3 separate regions of the Mus musculus genome follow, and all the other regions are linked to region 1. A link is a contact called in public Hi-C and promoter capture Hi-C data. All regions are on one chromosome and are shown on one strand. Each heading gives the region's core, a stretch centred on a gene start, on an enhancer-like site or on the middle of the called end of the contact. The rest is flanking DNA. Distances are from core to core; before and after follow the strand shown.

Evidence for each region. Promoter capture Hi-C pulls out the DNA fragments that hold promoters and counts their contacts. A called contact is a pair of places that touch in the nucleus more often than the background predicts.
Region 2: a promoter capture Hi-C map of the HPC-7 cell line shows a contact between it and region 1. The contact joins the promoter of B430319G15Rik here to the enhancer-like site in region 1. A contact is called at or near these places in 5 of 39 promoter capture datasets (the 3T3-L1 cell line, the HPC-7 cell line, HPC-7-derived erythroid cells and 2 more), 5 of 484 Hi-C or Micro-C datasets (bone marrow-derived macrophages, cortical neurons, muscle stem cells and 1 more), 5 of 115 datasets of contacts at active chromatin or transcription factors (the 230-238 cell line, extraembryonic endoderm stem cells, large pre-B cells and 1 more) and 3 of 9 other capture datasets (adipose tissue, macrophages and pancreatic islet).
Region 3: a Hi-C map of the HPC-7 cell line shows a contact between it and region 1, with 2.8 times the contacts expected there. The contact joins two enhancer-like sites. A contact is called at or near these places in 1 of 39 promoter capture datasets (the C10 cell line), 1 of 15 datasets of contacts at CTCF or cohesin (pro-B cells), 38 of 484 Hi-C or Micro-C datasets (3T3-L1-derived adipocytes, the AML12 cell line, the BV-2 cell line and 23 more) and 3 of 115 datasets of contacts at active chromatin or transcription factors (CD8 T cells, astrocytes and large pre-B cells).

Annotation. Positions count from the first base shown.
Region 1 is chr9:92,224,700-92,228,454 of GRCm38.p6, forward strand. It overlaps Gm31588 (a long non-coding RNA gene), which reads right to left. Exons shown (of 6, transcript XR_871012.2): 1 at 2,465-3,755. Among named protein-coding and RNA genes, the nearest start is that of Gm31588, 3.6 kb to the right of the region's middle. Within about 2 kb of position 1,587, at least 23 of the 459 cell types and tissues checked have an H3K27ac peak or open chromatin away from gene starts, as enhancers often do. A contact at or near this core is called in the HPC-7 cell line, where this site is marked.
Region 2 is chr9:92,541,032-92,544,786 of GRCm38.p6, forward strand. It overlaps B430319G15Rik (RIKEN cDNA B430319G15 gene), which reads right to left and starts at 1,838. Exons shown (of 1, transcript NR_029474.1): 1 at 1-1,838. Plod2 (procollagen lysine, 2-oxoglutarate 5-dioxygenase 2) reads left to right here and starts at 1,192. Exons shown (of 19, transcript NM_011961.3): 1 at 1,192-1,537. The coding sequence starts at 1,429.
Region 3 is chr9:92,483,513-92,487,267 of GRCm38.p6, forward strand. Plscr4 (phospholipid scramblase 4) reads left to right here. Exons shown (of 9, transcript NM_178711.3): 5 at 309-351; 6 at 1,208-1,434. Among named protein-coding and RNA genes, the nearest start is that of Plscr4, 28 kb to the left of the region's middle. Within about 2 kb of position 1,574, at least 11 of the 459 cell types and tissues checked have an H3K27ac peak or open chromatin away from gene starts, as enhancers often do. A contact at or near this core is called in the HPC-7 cell line, where this site is marked.

The DNA.
Region 1 (3,755 bases), core at 337-2,836:
TTCCAGTGCCACCACAGGACCTCCAGGGACACAGGCACAAGGCCACTCTTCTGTCTGCCAGGCCACAGACATGCAAAAGGAGCAACAGTCTGGACTATGAATGCATGAAGCAACTGTGTCATCAAACTAATACAAAAACAGCATAGATGGTCATATATATGCAACAATAACACAGAGGGGGAAAGCATGTCTTAGTGGACCTCAGTGTGTTCAAAGAAGCAAAGGCCAAGCAAGGGTTGAAAATGAAGAGGAAGGAGACAGCATATGATATTTTGAAATGATATCCTGGCCACAAAGGTTAGGAAATGCAGAATAAGGCCAAGGTTGAACAGGCAATAGACGGCTGATGTCTTCATCTAGGATTTTATGTAAGGCCAAGGCAACTTCTCTGCAGGCTAGTGGTCCCAGCACTGTTGTGACAGCTGCCATGAGATAGACCTCTCTTTTCAAAACTTCAATTCTTTTTTAACTGTTAATTTCTGGAAGAGTTTGACAGCACTGACTGTATTTGATCCTGACAATATTCCAATTTCTTTCAGATTCTTTATTGAAGCAAAAAGCAAAAACCAAAAAGGCTGTTAAGAGAAATATCAGTGAATTGAACACTAAGACTTGGGGATGATCACATGTTCCTACATCAAAAATTAAATCCCATAGACACCTCCCAACCAAAAGTTCTCTTGAATGCCATAGATATTTGGATCCAAAACCCCAAAGTCCCAGAAATGTGAAAGTACACATACAAAAATGCCAAAAAGTATAGGTCAAAGTATAGGTATAGGTCAAAAAGTCCTCACAAGTAGACAAGCACTAGATAACTCTGGAAGGTGAGAGAAGAAATAGACTCTTTACTAGTGGGATTTTGAGACTGCACAGATGTCAGGCTCAACTATTAACATGTATAAGCTTCCTCTGCAAACCTTCAAGGCAATTATTTTCTTACTATAGTGCTGGACTTCACGGACATCCTGATATCCATGCCCCCTTTCTGCCACTTACTTGCTGAGTCCCTGGAAAGCTCCTGTAGCATCAGTAACAAACCAATAGCCATCATAGCTCCAGGAGAGATGCTAAGACAAATCAAGGAATCAAGGCCAAACTTCAGAACCCAGACTGGTTCCCTGGCATGCATGGAGATCCTGCTGCAGCTACAGTCAGAGCTGGTTACACAAAGGCCTGGAAAGAATGAATTTCACTGACAAACCAGACTATTCCATCAGCTATCAGTTTTCATGTTCCTCTTGACTGCCATAGCTCAGATGGCTTGTGGTTTAGACCCGTCAACCCATGCAGCCCTGATTTCACACCCATCAATTTGTTCATGGCCTTTAGAATTTATTGTAATCTAGCCAATAACACTCTCAACAAATGAGGTTTATCTAAATCATGTAATCACCCTTCACAGAGAAGTTGAAAGTATGGATACTTAACATCTGGTACATTCCAGGGACACACCTTGGTCCTTCAAAACCTGACAGTTCTGGCTCTTCAACTAACTGACTGAGCCATCCCCATTCTTGGCAACACTACTACCTTGTGGGCCTTGTAGTCCATGACACCAATTAGTAACTCAGTTCTGTTCACCCCCACTCCAGGAAAAGTGACATCAAGTACTCACTGGCCTAAGGCCACTGAAAATTCTCCCTCATCTGACTCATCTTCCTTGTAGATCTAGCTGCTGTGATAGAGCAGACCTGCAACCTCTCGTAGATCTGGAGTATCAGAACTTGAAGAAGATAGCCTCACATGGGCCTCTTTAGTACTTCCTCATGAAAGTAAAAATTAGGGGATGGGGCAGTCTTGAGACATATTTTATTCTTGTTTCCTGTCCCCTAAGTGCCATATCCTTGCAAACCAAACTCACACGGGGAAGTTCTGTAAACAGTTTTTCAGACTTTTGTATCTGTGCTAACACAGCACTTGATCCTGTGCTTTCGGAGAAACAGCTGGACTCAGCTACAACTTCTAGTTTGACCAGACTTGCAAGCACCGGTTCACATTGCTACAAAGTGTCTTCTGCCATGTCTCCTCTCTCAGTAGGCGTTTTGCTGTTACAATTAAGAAATTAAGTTCCAACCACTCAGAACATTTGGAGTGTAACATTTTTATTAAATGATCAAGCTTGGTTGTTAACTTTAAAAATATTTTATGGATCTTATGGTCTTAATACGGATATTTAAAAAGAGTAAAGTTGTCAAATATTAAAACAAAGATTACAGAAATGTTAACTGTCGTTGTCACCACACCCCCCAGAGAACATATCTTAATACCTCTTTATCCGTTTCTAACCACAACAGTCACCAGGGCATCTCCTAACAAGACTACCATGCCCACAGGGTTGGTAAAGAGCACAGAGATTAACCTCTCTGGAGATGGTTAGGGAACACTGTCTGCCTTATTTTATGCAAACAACCACTTATATAGCAGAAAACTATCAATTAATTGTTATTGGTTAACACACTACCTCAGATTGGACAGTGAGCTCTCTTGTCACCAGGGTCTCTATGCAAAAGGAGCACAAGGAAGGAGCCATGAAGACAATCCAGCTGCAGGTTATTCATGTCACCTCAGAATTCAGTGTTCTGACTTCTGGGAATTCTCAGGAGCATGGTGTGCCATGCTCCTAATTTAGAAGCACAGAGTGCCAGGTAGGCTGACAGCCAGTCATGCCTGCATTTTATCCTTCAGTTAACAGACCTTGGAAAATTCAGTGACTAGAAAAGTACTCAAATAAGATAAGTATTTTCTGTGCCTTTTGAAATAGAGCTTTTGGGTGGGTTGTCTACCCTCTCGGGCAGCAAGGGTAGATCCAACTTTGGTAGGTGGAAACGATCCCAGCTAGTGAGCTAGTTGGGGCCAGGACCAACATCAACCTTTCAAAGGCACACCACTTACTGTTTTGTGTCTGGTTGAAGCCTCTAGAGAAAGCCAACCTGCAAATCTCTGTTGAATAGAGTATTTCAATCGTCCACCTAGCAAATGGGTGTGGATGCTGGGGCTGAGGAAGTATCTAAAATCACTACCCTGTTGCTGGGGTGATGGCTCAGTCAGGCAGAAAACTGCTTGTTATGAAAGCATGTAGACCCAGGTTCAGATCATAGGCATCTATATAAAAAGCCAGATGACAGTACACACCTGTCATCCCAGTGATAGAGAGGCAGGCAAGAGGATCTCTCAGGCTCGCTGGCCAGCCAATCTAGCCTGGTTGGGTGAACTCCAAGGTCAGTGGGGGACTCTGTCTTACAAAATAAGGAAGAGAACAATTTAGGACCAGACTTCGGGCCTCTATATAATTTACATACACATGCACACACACACACACACACACACACACAATACACAATCACTATGTATGATTCAGATATCGATTGCTATGCTTCATACATTTCTATATAACTGCAAAAGCATAACCAGAATTTGCAGATCTATTGTCTAAAAATGGAGGGACATCGTGGCCTTCAAGCCAAAGAATCGAAATCATAATATTAAACTTTCAAATTTAATTTCAAAACCCAAACGACATCTGGATTTTTGAACACATGCAGCCTGACTTGCTTTACTCAAATTCAAACATGCTCAAGGCCATTGATCTCACAAATGTGGATAATTTTTTATACTATTTAGTGCCTTCACATTTTCTCTCCTATCCAAACACTCGTCACGGGTTAACGATGACAGGGTTTCCATTTCGAAGCTTCTCACATTTTCGTCACATCAGTACAGTCTACATTAGCATCTCCAGTCTTTTCATGCCA
Region 2 (3,755 bases), core at 588-3,087, 320 kb after region 1:
ACGCTGCACCTGCCACCCACACTGTAAAAGAATCCACTTCTTAGCTGACCCTCTTCAGAGAAAAAAAAGTTTCACTTCATTCTTCCTTACTCCATTCTTCTGCAATCACAGTTTCCATTTCTTTGACTATTTCTACTCATGTCTGAAGTTTCCCCAATTTTCCTTTATTAAAAAGAGGGAGGAGGACAGACACACCAAGACCTTCAAAACAGCAAGGACTGGCTCAGTCTCATGATTATTTTTTCCTTTAAATGTCACACTCCTAATATTTACACATTTTCCCACCTGCTTTCAATCTGCTAGCTAGTATTCCTCTTGAATTTATGCCAATTTTACAAAACCTGTGATCATAAACTTTGAGTAATTTTAACTTTAAAAAATCAGACTTAGAACGAGTATTTCCTTTCTCCTCCCATTGCAGGAAGATTTAACTACGAGCTTCTTGAACGCGGTCAATTTGATTCTTTCTTCATTTTTAAGCATACACGGAGTGTGTGAGACAAAGTTGTCAAAACTTTCACCCCTGCACAACTCAGTTTAAATCCTGGGACTAAAAGTGTAAAAACCAGAGGACAAATGACTTTGCATAGACATACTAATCAAAACCCAAAGCAGTGGAGGTAGCTCCCAGGAGACCAGGAATGGCTCCTCTACATCTTCGGAAGTAATTTTCCATGTGCCTGGCAGGGCGATCTTGTTAAAGCACAGCCTCAGGTTGCCCAAGCTGGGCTTGGACTCCGTCGGGTTTACAAGCTTCATTACTGGAAAGAGTCTATGGCTCTCCTGGCACCAGCAGCGGCAGAGATGTTCACCGGACAATGAAAAGTTTCTGTTTACAGACTAAAATCAAAGCATGGCCTTCCTTGACACGGTGATGGCGAAGTTCAGAAGGAACAGCTGGGAGTGTGACAAGCGCCTACTCAGCCAAGCAGACTGAAGCCCTCGCAGTCACCACTCACCTCCGGGAGCGCCGGGTTCAGTAGAGAAAGAAGGTCTAGCCAGGGCGTGCCGAGGAAGCTTCTGGAACCCCGGGAGAGCAGAGGGGCGCACGTTCCACAAGCAAGCTCCCTGGAGCCCCGGCGTGAGGCGGTGCACGTAGGCGTAGGCGACTCGGAGGGTGGGGGTGCAGCCGGGATAGCCCGGGACGCGGGGTCCCGGAGCAGCGCCCCGCCCCCGGCCCTGGCCCCGCCCTCCTTGGCTGCTCTTAAGCCCGCGCCGCGGGCGCCTCCGGTTCCGTCGTCCGCTCCTTGCGCTCGGACTCCGCCGAAGTCCGCTCAATCCTCTCCGTGCTCTTCGGTACCCACGCAGTCCTCCCAGTCCGCCCTCCGCTCCAGCCCCGGGCTCACGTCTGGTCCTGCGCTCTTCGGGGTCTCAGCGTCTCGCGAGAAGTCCTCGCCACAGGCCTTCGGCTCCCGGGTTCAGGGGCGGATGGGGGACCGCGGAGCGAGGCCGGGGCGGCTGATGCCCATGCTCGCCCTGCTCTCCTGGGCGGCCGGCCTGGGCGTGGCGGAGGAGACGCCCGGGCGCATCCCTGCAGGTGAGCTCTGCTTGCTGGTTTCCACCGGCGGTCTAGAGAGAACTGGGCATGTTTCCTCTTTGCTTGCTCCATCCCTGCGGGACCTAGCCGCGGGGCTCCCTGCTTTGAGATTGGCAGGGACCTCCTTTCCTGCGCCCCGGGAAGCAGCTTGCCATCCTGCCTCTGTCTACACGCAGCGCTCGGGACCCGGCTACGATCGGACCCAGTGTGCTCCCACCCACTCCTCCTTCCGTTACACTTTGGGGCGTCCCTGAGCCCTGGCCCTGGCCGGTGTTCGGAAGCTGAGCTAAAGCTAGTAGTTGGAGGCAAGTTCGTGTGAACAAAACTTTCTGGGTTCAGCCAGAGGAGAGCCCCGCCGCCTATTTGTCTCAACGGGACTTGCAGCGCTGCTGTATCGCGCAGGGGAGTTCTTTGGTCCTTTCTACTTCTGGGCCCTGGGCTCAGCTCCCTGGAACTGAGCCTTGCGTTTAAATGACCCGATGCACTCTGGTGATGAGTGGGTGGATGCGCTAATTTTGCATTCTATAGTAACTAATTAGATTCTTTTCCTCTGGAAACTAAGGCGAGGAGCAAACATTTCTACCTTGGAATTCCAATTCAGAGGGTAACACTTGGCACAAGTCCAGTTGGACCCTGTAACCATCGGTTTTTGTCTTTCTCATGGCGCAATAGGTGAAACTTAAGGACTCAGAAGCACCTGGTTCTGTGGAACAGTGCTCGCTTTGTTGGCTGCAGTCACAGGGAAATCTGAACCTGTATGAGTATTCTGATTTTGAAGTAACTTTTATCTCATATCAAAGGTATTTCTTTCAGCATAGTACTAGAAAAATCACACAGATAAATGAGAATAGAGACAGAATATAAGACTTTACTCTGAAAACGGTCTTTGTTAAAACACCAAAAGCTTTTATTGATAAGTAAAAATAACCGCCAGGATTTGCTAATTTTAGAGTTTGGCTTCAGCTTCTGTCTATTTTATGCCACCTCGATGCGACTTCTCACTTGTTTACAGAGTATATCCATGCCAGGCTGCTACCTTTAAATTTGAGGTTAAAAACAAACAAACAAACAAAACAAAACAAAACAAAAAACCCAAACAAACAAAAAAAACAACAAAAACTTCCCTGTGCAAGCTTTTACATTTCATGGAATTGGATGTTAAATTTTAAGGGATTGTAATATCTAAGGCAGGGGATTTGAGATACGAATGTTTTTCATATAAAGCCTATGGTTAATATCTGAGACATGGTTTCTGTGGTGGTAGGTGGGCCCAGAGTTCAGTTATGAGCTAAATGTTGGAAATGTTTCTGCATTAATGGAGCCAAGTGAGGAGTAGCCATTCTGGTTACACACACAGATAGATGGTTTCACATGTTCTGTGGTAAGCTAATAGATGCAAAAGATGCATTGTTTGGTTATTTGGTCAGATTTATTATCAGCTGTGGTAAGTTTTATCCCTGAAGTAGTATAACTGGAAATTACTACATGGATATTACTACATAAATAATCTTTCAGGTCTAAGTTGTCTAGATGAGTGGGCTTTCAAGAGTGCAGATCACCTGTGACAACCCCCCCCCCCCCCATTATTTGTCAATGTGTTCCAGCTGGTCAGTAAAAAGAATATTCAGAGCTGGGGAGATGGCTCAGTTAGTAAAGTACTTGTACCAAAAGTGTGAGGACCTGAGTTCTGGATCCCCAGGGTCTACTTAATAGCTAGGCCTGGTGGCCTGTGCTTATAACCCCATTGAGGATGAAATAGACTGTAGGCAGATCCCTGGAGCTGACTGGCTACCTAGTGTAGCCTGCTTGGCAAAGCTTGCTTGGCTAATGAGATCCTGTGTCAAAAAGAGGTGGTGGCTGGTACCCGAGGGATGACTCCTGAGACTGTCTTCATGCCTTCACATGCAACCCCCCCCCCACCAGTGTGTGCTCACTCTCCCACATAAAAGGAATGGGCCCTCTTGATAATTTGAGCCATACCCCCTTTGTAGGAATTGCAAGTCTAGCTTTTTCCTTGACCTCTACCTACTAGATGGCAGTGGCGCCCAGCTATGAAAGAGGGAACAAAAGAAGGCTTCAGCAAAAGGCCAGCCTCTTGAGAGGCAGATGATCCAGGCTTGAGAATCACTGCACAAGATAAATAGGTGTCCTAGAGGCAATGTGACATTACAATGCTATCAGCGGGATTATAGGTCCTACTCTGCCCTTCCATTTAGTT
Region 3 (3,755 bases), core at 324-2,823, 260 kb after region 1:
GCCCTCAATCCCAGCACTTAGGAGGCAGAAACTGGCAAGTTTCTGAATTCGAGTCCAGCCTGGTCTACAGAGTGAGTTCCAGGACAATCAGGGATATACAGAGAAACCATGTCTCGAAAAAAGGAGAAAAAAGAAAAAGAAAAAATGAAAAACAAAATAAGAAGAGAAAACTAGACAAAGAGAGAGGATCATAGAATGTTCAGTCCATGGCTCCCTCTCAACATCTCAGACTCTCTTTAACACCCCTGAACCCCAAGCACATAATTCTGTCTTTCTGTCTTCTAATTGCTTTTGTTCTGTCCCCACAGTTGGACAACATACACGTTCTTCAGCATGTTGAGCCTCTGGAACGTATGTATAACTTTGTCCTGATTCACATTGTGTTTTGATTAGAGGTATTTTAATCAGATGGAAATTTGTATTACTTCATACCTAGTCCCTCATTTTATGTTGATGGCCTTTTCTAGTGATTCAGAGAGAGAAGACTATTCTCTGTTACTTTATATTCATAAAAGCAGTAGAGTGAATTATTATATAGAGTCTTATCTATTGCTATTCCATGCACTGATGATCTTTCATCTATGGACCCCTGGAAAGACGATCATAGTCAGGTGGCTTGGTTCTCAGCTCCCTGCAGGTCCCTTGTGCTCAAGGTAGGAGCTGGCTTTGGTCATTCTGAATTTATTTTCGTATTCACAAGTACCATGTCTCCAGTCATTTTGTCCATTTCATGAGCTGATTAAATCATAGTCTGATGTGTGATTCGTTAAACTGGTTTTATTATTAACATTTTCTGGATTCCAATATTTCAGGAACATTGTATTATCTATTACTTTTATGTGGGAAAACTGTGAAAATAATTTCATAAACCTAGCAAATGTTTGACATTTTGAGAATGCTTAATGGCTCACATGGTTGTATTTCACCTTTTCACCTGAAATTTTTAAAAATCTTTTTGGCTTTCAGCTCCAATCATACTACTATCACCACTACTACCACAAGTACTACAACTACTACTTCTCCTCCTCCTCTGTCTCCTTCGTCGTCTTTGTCGTCGTCTTCATTGTCGTCTTCATCGTTTTCATTGTCCTCCTTCTCTTCATCCTTCTTCTCCTTCCTTTATCTTCTTTCATTAAATAACGAAGGCTGTCTGAAGCCTGTCTCAGCTGGTTCTAACTTAAGATCCTTTTCTCATTCTAACTTTTAGTGATGACACGTTTTGAAACTAATAATAGATATGACATCAAGAACAACATAGACCAGATGGTCTATATCGTAACTGAAGACACAGATGACTTTACCAGGAATGCCTATCGGAACCTACGACCCTTTGTGCTCCGGGTCACTGACTGCCTGGGCCGAGAGATCATGACCATGCAGAGGCCTTTCCGATGCACCTGCTGTTGCTTCTGCTGCCCCTGTGCAAGACAAGAGGTCAGAGACCAGGGGTGGGATTCAGAGTTGCTTCCTGATCTGCCCTTGACACAATGGTTGGTCTTCTTCCTAAACATGAAGGAAAGCTTTCTAGCCCTACTGCTCAGAATGAAACTGAAACTAGGGGAGAGGAAGGAAGCTTAATTATATCACAAGACAGACCTTAACAGTTTTCCTCTCCTTATGTGCTAGATAGGTGGCAGGGCTGGGGTGGGAGCATCAAGTACAACTTGAGGCTGCTTTGGCAGTAGTTACTTTCTGATGAATTAGGTACTTATAGGGAAGGACAGTAATCATATGTTATACAATGGTATCAACATATTCCACAGATGACAAATGGGGAAGGACTTTTGATTGCAGGAGCCAATCACAGCCTACAGTTTTCTGCAAAAAAAAAAAAAAAAAAAAAAAAAAAAAAAAAGTCTTAAAAGTAGATGTAATGCCATCCAGAAGTACCCTGAAGATGGTAGAGTTAGACATACAGTGTGCATGCGCTGTGTTGTGGTTTGGTCTTTCTCGTGTGCCATAACGCAGGTCCAGAAAAAAGAATTGTTGCAGAAAACAAGCAAGCAATCAAGAAAAAAACAATAACAAACTTGTACATGTGTCCCAGTCTCTGTGAGGCCATGTGTCCTGAAGATGCTGTTCCCTTAGAGTCATTTATCACTCTTGGTTCTTAGAACATTTCTACCTCCTCTTCTGCATAGATCCTAAGACCTGAGATTGTAGGTGTAGATGGAGACATTCCATTTAGAGCTGAATGAACCCACATCCTTATCTCTGTATATTGGCCACTTGTGGGTCTCTGTGTTATTTCCCATCTGCTTCAAGAAGCTTTTCTGATGAGGGTCAAGTGAAGCGATGGGTATAGCAATAGGTCACTGAGAGTCATTTTATTGCTATGTTCTGTTAGCTCAGTAATAGTAGATTTTCTTCTATAAGCATGACCCGGGTTCTTGGCCACTTGAAATGGATCATGAAATATAATCACTGGTCATGAAGTATGATCTTCTTAATGAGTTCTTGAATTCAGTTTCCAGTATTTTCCTGAGAGGTTTCTGCCTAGTGTTCTGTGGGTTTCTTTTATGTTCTGCCATTATATGGTTTTGATACCAAGGGAACACACTACCTTTGCTCAGTTAATCTTGTTGGTTATTACTGTTCTGATTAAGTTATTTATATCTTCTTGATTTAATTTTTGCAGATGATATGCATTAAGCTGTTCGGAAAGTTTTCATAGCATTGCCTAAAGGTACTTTTGGATTACATTGGACTTTGTTTTAATTCCTCTCCCTTGTCTGTAATTTTGTTAAATTTTGCCCTCTTTTTATTTTGGCTCATGTGGCTAGGGATCTTTCAATCTTGTTCATCTTTTCAAAAATAAAGTATTTTAGTTGAGCTTGTGTATCTTTTTAAGTTATCAGTTTTCTGCCCTAATCTTTATAATTACTTACCATCTACCTCATTTTGACTGGGCTTGCTGTTAACTTTCCAGAACCTTTAAGTGACTCATTAGATTATTTGAGAGCTGACCTTTAACGGGGGCCTTCCCAGCTCCAACATTTCCCTTAGAACTGCCCCGTCTGCGTCCTGGTTATTTGAGAAGCTTTGTTGTTATTTCAACTTGAATGTATTATTATTTCAAGTTTCTCCTTGATTTCTTCAGTGATCCAGTGTTCATAGAAAGTGTGCGAGTACTGGTGTCATTTCTATAGTTTTCCTTCACGCTGTTTCTAGTTTTATTCTGTTGTGGTCTGACAGACTATAAGGAAGCGTCTCAATTCTCTGTATTTGTTAAGGCTTGCTTTGTGGCCCACAATGTCGCCAGTTTCATTACTACGGAAATGATCTCCATTAACAAACTTCCCACTCATCCTCGCTTTCACCACTAGTTTTTTGGCAGCCACTATTTCATTCTGAAGCTCTGCAGTTTGTTCCTCAAGGAAGTCATGAGAAGGGAAGCATCCAATGGTCACTTCCACAGCCTAGTACTTCACTAACGCGCAGCCTTGGGGAGTATTTTAAAGTCTCATAGGCTTAAACATTTATGAAATTTTGGTTCTAAGGAACTATCAAATTTAATCCTTTGTACAGGTACAATTATATACATTTGAATAATATATATGAATAGTGTGTGTGTGTGTGTGTGTGTGTGTGTAATGGCTCTGACAATGTCCAATGCTGTATAAAATCCATTCCCAACAGCCTTCTGAAAGTGCAGAAGAAAGCAGGACAGCAATGACCCTTTCACGCTGGACTTCTTAAAGAAAGAATTTAGTCTATATAACTCTTGTTATTAAAAGAGGGCTCACGACTTTAAT